2 separate regions of the Oryzias latipes genome follow, and region 1 is linked to region 2. A link is a contact called in public Hi-C data. All regions are on one chromosome and are shown on one strand. The core of a region is the stretch at or near the end of the contact, and the rest is flanking DNA. Distances in the headings are between cores, read along the strand shown. Region 1 holds the start of LOC110014539 (parathyroid hormone-like). Region 2 holds the start of eif4g2 (eukaryotic translation initiation factor 4 gamma 2).

Region 1 (5,871 bases), core at 2,309-4,808, 150 kb after region 2:
AATCTGACTGTTTTCTGCCTCTCGTGAAAACGTTTTATAGTGTGATATCTACAAAGAATTCTTACATGAGAACGATATTTGGTCTTTCAACCACGGATAAATAAGTTGTGATGTAATCTAACGCCCTCACATTTGTAAAATGTTTTTGTGTGCATGGAACACTCATTCAAATTAATTTTGGTCATTCTGGCATGAATAAAAACTGGCTTTTCAAAATTGAAATGTTAAATAAAATATGAACCCACCCATTTTACAAATGCAGTACTAATATGGTTTGTTTGTACTGTCAAATGCTTCTGAGCTTTTCACAGACTCTTGTGGAAAATTGCAATCATATGAAACGTCAGAAAGCAATCAAAAACATAGCATGTGTTGACGTGTTTGCATTTTTTTCCAAACTAGAAAATCCAGTTAATACAATCTTAAATCCCGATTAGTTAGGAATGGACTGCAGTTATTAACTGTAGTAAATTCAGCTACAATCTCTAAGATCATAGAGTGAGTTGAGCTTTAACTTACAGGCTTATTTCTCTTTTTTATTCCATTTTCCTAATTGGTTCTCCTAATATGAAATATGCATTTTTTATATTCATGATACTTTGATCTCTCATCCTTTTTCATTCCCTTCTTTTTAATCATTTGCTTAAATAGTGACTTTGAGCACTACACTGGTTGTTTACTAAAGATTTGTTTCTTATTTCAGAAAGATCTTAGGAAATGAATTGTGAGATCACAGTGACTCCATGTGGTTGAAATTTATAATCATCATTGAAAATTTTGCCGTAAGAAAGACCCAGTCATTTGACTTACATATGTCATTTTACAGGACTTCTGTTAGGGACTGTGATCTAGGACCCAAAATGCAGGAAACCAGGCATGGTCACAAAAACTTAAACATTTAATAAATAATCTGAAACATGACAAAACCCTGAGCGCAACAAAGAAGACAAGACAAACCAAAACAGCAGCTGACCTGAGTCAGAGGAACTGAAAACCCGACATATATACACTGAGAATACCGGTCATTTACTAAAGGAAGACAGCTGTGGATCTATTATAAAAGCGTTTCCAGTGGTATTTTAAATGTGATTGTGCAATTTTTAGGCAAAATCAGAAAAATGATGTTGTTTTCTAGGACCTAGTTTTCATCAGAAACTCAACGCTGAATTGTGGACAGGGCTGTTGGCGCAAAAGTAAGCCTGCAATGATTTCCCATGAACGCTTTGATTACCCTCTCTCCCCATAGCTTACAGCCCCTCACAACCCCAAGCTAACATGAGTTTTGCAACAAAAATGGGGAGCAACATCAGGGCTATCCAGCCATTCAGTTTTGAGCCAGATGCCAGTTGAGATGAGCAAAATGACAATGTTAAAATATTTATTTGTCTGCAGGTGGTGGATGTATCAGAATGGAGCAGAGTAGGGAGACTGTGACTTGCCCATCTCAAAATGGATTTTTGATCTGCTACTGACTCACCACGGATAAAGAAATACTCAAAAATGCAGTTTTATTCTGAAAACATTTTATATATTTCTCCATCATGAGAAAAATACTACAAGAACATGTTAATAACACCAAAAACAGGATTTCTAATGGAGTGGGTCTTTAAGAACGCTACTAGTGGGCTGTGTTTGTTTATGAAAACAGGAAGAGGCATATGTTTTTTTAATTCCAGTGCACCCGTGTATATGTGGTTCTGACAGCTCACAATACCAGATGAAAGAGATTAGATAATTTTCACATTTTCCTTTAGGATCCACAGTGCACATTTATATTTAATCAGGCTTACTTGTTCATGTTGCATGGATGTTGCATTTAATTAATTGAACCATACCATATTGGTTCAGTGCTCAAATGTGCTTTTATTTTGGATTCTATTTCAAAAATTTGACATTCACAATGTTGTTTATGAGACATATATTGGTGATTTATGATTCTAGAGAAAGAACTGAGCAATCTCCCACCCACCTGTCCTGGTGGACAATCTGTTTGCTCTCTGGATTCAAACGGGATTCTGAGCGGGAGGAGAAGCTCAATACAAACTTGACACCTCTGCCACCTGTGCTGGCGAGTCAGATGGACAGAGCAAAAATATGTGATAGATTGATGTGTGTGTGCGTATCCACATAAGTGGCAATGACAAGACTGGCAAATTGGTTTTATAAAGTAATAACCCGTGTGGTCTGGCGAACAGCCTGCTGAGAAAGCCCAATAAGACCACAAAATCCACAAGCTTTTCTGCAATCAGTTTTGAAAAAATTGAAAAGTCCTTTTGTCACATTGTTTTCTCTTTTGCTTAAATATGAATATAATGGGTTTCTTTGTGCTGAACTGGGATGATGTCAGCTACTAAAATGAATCAGTTTTCATTACATGTCTCCAAGTAGATGGTCAGATGGTTTATAGAAATCAAACAAAATTTCTCTCATTTACCATTTAAGATCTGATGCAGAAGCAAGAGAACTGAAGCAGCATCCGTGTGGACACACTGTATGTGTGACCTGAAGATAACCTCAATGATCTGGATTAATTTTATCCGCAAATCACAAAGCAGAGGACAAAAAAATCCCAACTAGAAAACATAAAATGAACAAAATCTTTTCAAATTAGTTGATCATACAAATATGTACAATGGTAGCTATTTACAGCCAAACAAACTTAAAAATAGTTCAAAGAGATGAGTCATTTTATGTGAGTTACTTTCTTTGTGACATGTGGGTGACCCAAGTCGGTGATTTACATGCAATTCTTCCCATCAATCCCTGACAAGTCCTTCTGCACACCAGCGGCATACCATAGCTGACATGGCTCGCATTGTGAGCGCATGAGGTAATGAGAGCAACTAGGTTTAGTATACTACACGTGTGCAAAAAATCTAGCTTACTTGAAAGCACAGGTGGTCCTGGGTGCTGTTTACAGGAATGATGGAGAGAGCACATGAAGACTCAGCTCCTCACAGCAGTCCTGCATGGATTTACTATTTATCATTCTAACAACCTCAGTGGAGGATTTTTTTTATTTTTTTTGATGTTCTGACCCCAAACTTTTCAACTTTAGAACATGGCTTTGATTTTATCTATAGGGACAATGGGAAAATGGTTTGGAAGGTAACTGTATGTCGTGTAAAATGAAATTCAGTGGCATGAACAATAGATGTAAATAGTACTTAAATTGGGGGTAACTTTAGCTGGATTCATGTATAAGCCTGGAAAGTCAGAGATATAGGTCCTTTTGTCACACTTATTCCTTCAGTGGTGGCATAGCCATTCCTCTGCCACATTTAGAAAGTGTCTTTCATGGTTACCTAATGCACATTGTGACACCGTGACAAGGTTATCCACAACTCATGCATCACACAAATGTGATGCTATGCATTTCAAAAGGAGGTTAACTGTATGTTTTTCAAATGTCCAGTCATTGTGATATGATTGATGCAACGAGTGAAACTACAGATGGATCAGCAGCGACAATCCACATACAAGGTGGTGCTACCAGACTGAGATTGCATTGGTTCCTCCAAATGCTCCACCCAGAGCACCACTGGTGGTTTGGAGAACATGAGAGTGAAGACATGTTTAAAGACTTTCAGTCAAAAACCACACAGCACAAAGTTAAATGGCCAACGACCATTACCAGTACGAGACATTTTGCTGTACTCCCCTGGGGATGGGTCAGTTACACCTCTCTGTGACCCTTACATGCTTGCATGAGATGAACCATAAAGTAAATTACATTGCCAATAAATTCAGTTTGACAGTCATTGCCGTTTCAAAGAGTATATGTTTTCACGACAGTCCCTCTGCGAGAGGCATATGCAATTAAAGCTTTACCGACCAACAAAGACAAACTGTAACATGCTATACCCACGCCATAATGTGAGTGTCGCTGCTTAACATGGGTGAAAATGGAGCAAGTTGAAAAAAACTGTGGGACAAACAGGGCTCTTGGCAAAGGTGTTGAAAAGTGAGTTAGTGGTGAATTGTGGCTGAGGTGGTGTCATGCAGATGGCTGCTCCCGTTGATGCGTTGGAGAAGTGACATCAACATCAACGGTCAAATTTGCTTATTGATGACTGGGGGAGGGCTCCCTGTATATAAGAGAGAGAACCTCGCCCCCCACCAACAAAGACTGATCAACGCGTTGACTGATCCAGTTCGGAAAAAAAAAGTCACTTTTCTTGGAATCGAGGACAAAAATCCAGGTAGGTGATGAGGAATGCATCAAACGTAATACAGCGAGTTTGAGGAACGATTGCTGTTACCAATGCTGGGGTTCATTTTCTTTCAGGTTCTAAAATGCTTTCAATAAGGTACCTCGAGACATTGCTTCTGGTGGTCTTCATTGCCTGTTACATCACAGAAGCAAAACCCCTGAGGTAAAACTACTTTGTTAATTCTTTGGTTAATTTTAAAACAACCCAATTAATAATTAACTGCAATTAATATTTGTTTTTCTTCCATTTCTTCTTCTTTTAACTATTGTCTGTTTGTTTGTTTGGGGTCAGAAAGAGATCCATCAGTGAGATGCAGCTTATGCACAACCTTCAGGAGCACAAACAAGTGGGCGACAGACAGGACTGGCTGCAGGAGAAATTAAAGAAAATCATCAGTCCCAGCAACAAACCACAACAGGGGCAACCTGCAAATGTGAAGAGTCTTTTGCTGAAGAGTGATTTCTCAAAGAGCATATAACAAGTTCAACTCTTTGTTATTCTTCATAAATGAAAACGACAACCAAACCTTATGCCACTCTTTCTTTATTTTAATTCACAAAATGTCCGGTATTTTATTCTTAATATTTATTTTCTTGTTTATTTTTTGCGTATATTTTCAATATATTAAGTTTTCATATGTATTTTTATAGTTAAATTATTTACATAATCTTCTACTGCTTAGTAAGAGGGGTTTATTTGGAAACATTTGGGAAATTATATTAATTGCTTTTTATTTTAACTAAATAAAAACACTACTTCATTAAGATTATTTTATAACTTTACTGTGAAAGTTTTCAAGATAGTCTTGTGTTTTTTTGATTTTGTACATTCAGAAGGGAGTTTTACCTTTTTTATTTATTTGGGGGGGGGTCCTTTAAAGTACCACTTGAAGAGCTTCCCTAAAAATCCTTTTTCCAACAGGTGACATGAAAACATGGAGCTCTTCCTTAGATTTAGGATCACAAACCTTAAAGCACATTTAAATGTTGCACTTTGTTCTCCAATATTAGAAAGCATCTTTCTGTCAAAAGAAGCTAAATAGGGCCCTCCAATCACCAATAAAATGAACTTTCATGGTGTTTTGTTCATTCTTATCTGCAGTCATGTCATTGTGGTAGGTTCATACAAGTATTTTCCTTCCTCATTGCAGGACACGGTAAGCTTGATACAAACCCTTTGACCTTGGAGTTGTTTGATCTTTCAGCACTACTCAGAAGTATCTGTCTAAATGTCCCAGAAATGTCTCAGAAATTTGATTTGTTGTATTAAAAACTATCAAGCGATGTTACTAGAACAGGCTTTTCACTCTTTTTCTGTTATTTCAAATCTCAGTGATACTCAGGCGGTCATATTAGAAAAAAAATTATATAAAAAGTGTCATTTCAAAATCTAAAAATGTGCTTAAGTTCGATATTTTATAATAAAATTCACAAACAACAGTTATTATCCTTTATACTGTAGCATTCTGTTCACTTGCAGTACAAGGACACCTTTAGAGAAAGATGTTTGAATGCTTGATTGCTTTTACTTGTAATACAACATTATAGAAATAATCCTGCAAAAGCTTTTTGCCACGCAAAGCCACAACGGAGCGAGGAGATTAGCACAATCACTACAAAAGGGGCAGTATAGTATAATGCACAAAGAGAGCAAGGAA
Region 2 (6,356 bases), core at 2,451-4,950:
TGACGAACTTGATTGATAGTCTTGGGTCCATTGTCAACATAAGCCTTGCGAGGAACCCAGTTGTTGTCTCGCAGCTCCGCCGTGTTCTGCAGCAGGAACCGGATCCTTGCTGGCAGCTCCTTGTTGTTTGATAAGGACTTCATTCGGCCAAAGTATTGATCCACCAATGACTGAAAGAGGAATTTAGGTTATATTAAAAAATATAGAAGGACATCGAAGCAGTCATCCCACTTTACACTCACCTTAGCCTTTTCATGGTCAAGTTTAGGCCCCACTGTTTTCATTATCTGACAGAGGCACTCCAAATCTTCACCCATATCCTTAAGCTGCACTCTCTTTTTCTTCTCCAAAAGCTGCAAAATATGAGCAGTTTTTTATTTTCTTAATCCAATAAAGCGATGTAGTTAATAAAGCAACATTACAAAATACAACGGATAGAACTTACAGTTTTAATACACCTATGGAGGATCGATTCATGGATGAGATCGAGTTTGCCAAGTTCCCCAATGAATTTGATGTTACCCAACATCTTGAGCTTTGCCACAGACCGCTGCTCCTCCTCCTCAGAAGTGAGTGGGTTGTCATGTTTGTCAAAGACTACAAGCAGATAAATAAACAACAGTTCAACCATCTGCTCAGTGTCCCGACCACCCCTACTGAAAAAGTATTTCACTTACGGTCAACATTCCTGGAACGGTTCTCAAACTCATCTTGAAGCTTTGAGATCAGAAGCCTTCTGAAGGTCTGCAAAAAGAGCATGTGACATGTAAAAAAACAACATACCAAGTTCAGAGAAGCTGAAATAAACTTCTAAAGGAAAACTTACAGTATTCTGCTTTTGTGTCGACTGGCTTTCTTCTGATGGATCTTCAAAGTTTGGAGCATCTTCTGACAAACGAAGACATAGCTGTGCATATAGCTGGCTGTACTTCGGCTCTTCTAGGGCTTTGTCAACAATCTACAGAGAAAAAGAAAATCATTACCCCAAGGTACCCATTCCTAACGAGTAATTTGTTTAATTTTGAAAGTTATAATTAAAAAAGATTGAGAATGCTCACCAATAAGATGATTCCCTTGAGGACAAGTTTTGAATCGACACCCACATTGAGGAGCTCCAGACACAGTTTGTCAAACTTCTCAGGAGTTAGCTTGTTAAGTATGCTGCAGATTTACAAAGGGATTTGTAAGGTCAGTCTGCCATTACAGATTTAACCTTTTTCTTCAGGGTGCTAAAAAACAATTTTCTGTGACTGGAACTTACCCCCTCACTTTTCTGAAGATTGCATCGTTTTCCCCTTTGTCTTTGGAGGAGTTAGCATCTCGTCTAGTGCTTCGAGAAGGTACCCATCTCTGAACGCTAGAACCTGGGGTTTTCCCCAGGAACTCGCTGTTACAAACACAATTATATTAGGGAGAACATATTTATGCTGATATGAAAGAATTTCTGATATAGCAGAACATATTTTTGTACACCAACCATAGAATAAAAGAACAAAGCTCAAAAGGTGCCTGGTAATAATTCCGCCTAAGCACCAACTTCTGTTGCTCTGAACTTCAAGTCTTTCACGCAAATTCATGTTTCCCAGCAGGGTTCTGTTTAGATCTTGTCACAAAATTCATAGTTTGTCTTTCAGCCTAGGCAGAGCTTTTATGGACATGGCCTTCACAAGGCTTGATGTTTACACTTAAAATTTATTGTTTTACTAAGTGGAGAGGGTTTTGGCTGTTTGTTACAGATGACATAAGATAAACACATGATGCATGCCAAGGCTGCCGTCTGCCATTCTTTGGAATTTTATTTTCTTTAGACGAGAAGAATGCCTTTCTTCTCAGCCCAGAAATTTCTGGTAATAGTTTAAAAATAAATAAAAACTAAAAAGTTTGTGTCACATTTTAAATCTAAGACTTCTGGATATAACATTTAACTTGATGTTGTTGGAGACTCTTATAACAGTAAGAAACAATGGAGCTGGTTGACGCTGGTAGGGAATAAGCACAATAGGCTGCAGTCTGTATAGACTCAACAGCAAATGAACAAACTGTTCCAGCATGAGGCAGGGAACAAACCATGGAAGAAATGATAGGGAGATAGTATAAAAACAAATTATTAATTATCATTGAAAAATTATAGATTTGTGGACACAAAAACCAGTGGTTTTTACATAGATTTGTATATGCAGAAATTTAATTTATTTAATTTCAAACCATCAAAAATATTAACAAATAGGTTTCTGCTCTGGATAGTAAAAATTAAATAAAGTCAAATTACCCGTTGCAGACAGACTTGGGATAGTGCTGAGGTGCACCCCCACCTCCTCCGCCCACACTGTGATCCAGAAAGATTAGTTTTAGGTCAATACATTTTAAATACACTTCCTTAACTACAAAAAGTGCAAAATATAAATATTCTATTTTTTATTTTTAGTAAAGTGCATTTAGTACCTGAAACGAGAAGGTCCCCCTTGCGCAATGACACTCTCCACTTTGGCGGCTTGACAAAGAATATGTGGTAAGAATCAAATTCTAGGAATGGGGCAGAAGAAGATCGTCCTAGAAGACAACAAGAAACGAAGAGACAAGTTAGAAAACTCCGTTAAATAAGAACCAATTCTATAAATAAATTCTAAGAGAGAGAAAAAGGAAAAAAATTCAAACGAGTCTAAATTTATTCAAGATTTTGGGAAGCGCACAACACACTTCCTGCGTGACTAGTCAGTCGAGGTTAGCATTAAGCTAACTGTTCCAGCAAACCGTGAGCTACAGTCATTACAAAACCTTTTCTATACAGACCGTCTTGTTGTGTGTCGCACTAAAAGTCTTTTTTGTTCATTTATAGGCTCTAGAATTTAACAGACTATTAAAAAAATGAATATATAGGTCACTCTGTGGATCATCATTTCAAACCAACCCTCGCCAATAAAAAAATATATATATATAAAATAAAAAAGATCTACGATTATCCACAAGCAGAATAAGGCCCAACAGCTCAGATTATGATAGAGCGAAAAAGAACAACGGATATGATATGTCACTAATCCCAAGTAACTTCACGAGAAAGAACGAAAGGCCCATTTTTTTTTTATTTAAGAACACTTCACAAAAAAAATACGTCAAACGTCTCTGTTTACAGAAATACTCAGTATAAATGACAAAATAGTTCGCAAGAATACGTCTATATTGAGCCGATTCTGGGTTTAATTCCAGTTTTATGAAATAAATACAACCGAGACAGGCTTAGATTTACATGGCCTTTGTTCCGAAACCGGAAGTGTCGACAGCGACATCTTTAGGGTTTTGTTCTCGAGGCCGCCGGTAAGAGAACAGCATGTTAAATACAAATAACAGTCAGGATTCTGTATAGTTTTTTAGTGACACTAAGCTAAAGGGTAAAATTTAAGTGTCAAAACATCGATCGTTATTTTAATCCACAGTAACTTCGTCGAACTTTCTCCTGGAACGGTATGTTAGCTTCTGTGTGTTAGCTAGACAAAAAAGACACGTCTTACCTTCACTAAAGGACTCAGACTCGCTTTTGTTTTCTCAACAGAAGAAAACGAAATAAATAAACAAGTTTAAAAATAAATATTCGATACGTTTACGGAATACCGAAGCGCTTTTAGTTTATTTTTTCCCTTTAGGTTCTAAATTGTGAAATCTATTTGCTCAGACGGAGCAAACATCGACCAAATACTGCTGACTAGAGGACGTTACGTAGACGCGAGTTTATATACGGATATTTTAGCCCCTCCCACCAGCGTGACGTGCTGCCAAGCAGAACGCAACGCCGTCATTTCGCAACACAGTTTCAGCACGTTCTGTGTTATCAGGGAAACGATGAGACAAGTTTGAAAACATTTGAACCCTTTCACGATGAGGAATTCTATAACCATCATACTAAGTTAAATGCATGGAAAATAAACACTGATTCAAATCACAACATTTTCAAAATACATTTAATTTATCGAAAAGTTATTGGTTGGAGATTTACATAAATTGTTTATGTAACAAATATAAATTGTAATCTTTGCTTCTTTACTATAAATGTGCTATCCAAAACAAAGAAAAATAAATACAATGCCACAGTGTAATTCTTCTAGTGTATGTGCTTCAAAATTCCTCAATTCAAATGTTAACTGCTCGAGCCAGGTACACACATAAAAAAGAAAATAGAAAGAAAATACATTTTAAAAATGGCTCAAGTCATAATAATAATAATAATAATAATAATAATAATAATAATAATAATAATAATTAATACAACAACAACAAAAACTACAATAATAATAATAATAATAATAATAATAATAATAACAATACTAATTATTATTATTATTATTAAAGGGAGTAAAGATTTTTAACAAACTAAGCAAACCGTTCTTGGATCCCTAGTTGTAATTTTATATAATAGTAAATTATGGTGCTAAAAAAAATTGGGTTACCTATTTGTTTTAAATTGGAGATTCTATATCCACAGGCCTTGATTTTAAAATTAATTCTTTAAAGTTGTAATATTTAAAGTCAATATTGATATTTTCCCACATTTCAATAATATTTGGATTACTTTTAAACATCATTTATACAAATCATTTTTAGAAAAAAAGGAATATAATTGACTTTTCTAAGATAGAAAAAATACATTTCGAGTGTCACAGAAGTGTTATGCCTTGGACATTCTGTGACCTTGTGACCCCAAGTCAATGCGTGTGTGTGAGTGAGTGCATATATATATATATATATATATATATATATATATATATATTTGACTTTCTATGTTTTAGTTTAAAAAAAGCCATGTGCTATTTTTCACTACCATAAGATGATTCAATGGCAAAACTAACAAATTAAATATGGAGGGCTGACCTACGACATGACTACTTTCATTTTGGGTCAAAACTGCTCGGATAGCTCATATTTGTTTGCCAAACAGCACTGACCATCACAAATAATATTGACTCTTCTTAAAATGTAATTTCACAAACCTTTCCAGCACTAATTTGTAATCATTTTAACCTGAAACACAATCTCAAAAGTTTTTAATGACACCAATTAACATATGAGTAACTTCATCAGATCACGTTTTATTGGAATTTCTGGACTGTCTAGTTAATAATAAAAGGTCTTCCTTGAAGCATAGATTTGCCAGGAAGAGTCTCTTCCAGACCGTAAAAACACGCAGAAAGAGATTAGACAGATAATGCCTCTGTGTGGCTCAGGTTTGTCTGATGACACATTCATATCTAAAGTCAGGTGTAACATTTGGAATTGAAAGTGAAACAAACACAAACAAAAAAAAAGGATTCTATAAATATTAATTAGAATTGATTGGAAATGTGTTCACTAGAGTTGCAGTTGTGCAAACTTTACTTTATCTGCTGTTGTGATTCCACAGAGCTGAGACAGGGTCAAACCTGCATGTCTGGATTGTCTGGCTACTCTGTATTGACTGTGTGTCGTATAACTCCTTCATGTGTGCACAATAAACTGAAGACTTTTGATCAAAAAGGACATTGGTCTTTGAATTTCCATCAGCAAAGCTAAACCTGTTTGACCTGTGACATTTAACTGCAAAACAAAGCATTTGGTCAACTCTTCTTGTCTCCAGTGAAGGGATTTGACTGCTGGTAGTGATACCATGATAGTTTAAGAAACTTGTTTTTTTGATTACATTAAATGAAGAAGAGACAAGATCAGAATATAAATCCATCAAATGTGTCTAAAGTTACCTACTATCATCCGTTAAAAATACATCATAGCCTTTTTAAATGTCAAACTACCGGTAAGTTAATTAGAGCTCAGAACAATCAAAAACTTTTGAGACTGCGTCAGATCTGGTCATTACCTTTTTACTCTAAATCAAATGATAACAAATACAAAATTATTCTATAACAAATTTGAAGTCTGTTTTATTCAATATTTGTTAAACTTTCTGAACAGGAGCCATGTTAATATATTTTTTTGGTTAAGTTTTATATTTTCTTTATTTTATTAAAACATTTTTATTAAAATGTGTAATACCTGCTTTAAAAAGTTTTCCCATTAGGGTTTCTCAGCACAGCATTTAGGGGCTACAAAACAAAACCCAGAAAAAAACAACTTTCTTTTTCAGTTTGTCTGACTTCTTTAAGCCCAAACCTTTGACAGAAAAAAGGCCATGTTGATATTGTTGAACTTTTTTTAAAAAAATAACTAAATACTTTAGGGAAAAACATTGATTCACCTAATTTTCACAAAAGCTGTTGTCAACATCTGCGCCAGTAGATGGCGCTACAGGTCTTTCTGGCACACACACGTCTGATCTTAATTATTACGACAAATGAACATACTCTAAAATTTCTTTACGATCAAATTTGATGATG

The links. Hi-C and Micro-C count contacts between places; a contact is called where the count stands out from the background.
Region 1: a Hi-C map of embryo shows a contact between it and region 2, with 2.5 times the contacts expected there. The contact joins the promoter of LOC110014539 here to the promoter of eif4g2 in region 2. A contact is called at or near these places in 2 of 5 Hi-C or Micro-C datasets (embryo and fibroblasts).

The regions. Positions count from the first base shown.
Region 1 is chr3:20,194,498-20,200,368 of ASM223467v1, forward strand. LOC110014539 (parathyroid hormone-like) reads left to right here and starts at 3,559. Exons shown (of 3, transcript XM_020701306.2): 1 at 3,559-4,202; 2 at 4,289-4,376; 3 at 4,506-5,534. The coding sequence starts at 4,022. The coding sequence ends at 4,692.
Region 2 is chr3:20,044,501-20,050,856 of ASM223467v1, forward strand. It overlaps eif4g2 (eukaryotic translation initiation factor 4 gamma 2), which reads right to left and starts at 3,701. Exons shown (of 21, transcript XM_011490874.3): 1 at 3,507-3,701; 2 at 2,443-2,550; 3 at 2,270-2,326; 4 at 1,262-1,387; 5 at 1,059-1,161; 6 at 827-958; 7 at 678-744; 8 at 446-597; 9 at 243-353; 10 at 1-170. The coding sequence starts at 529.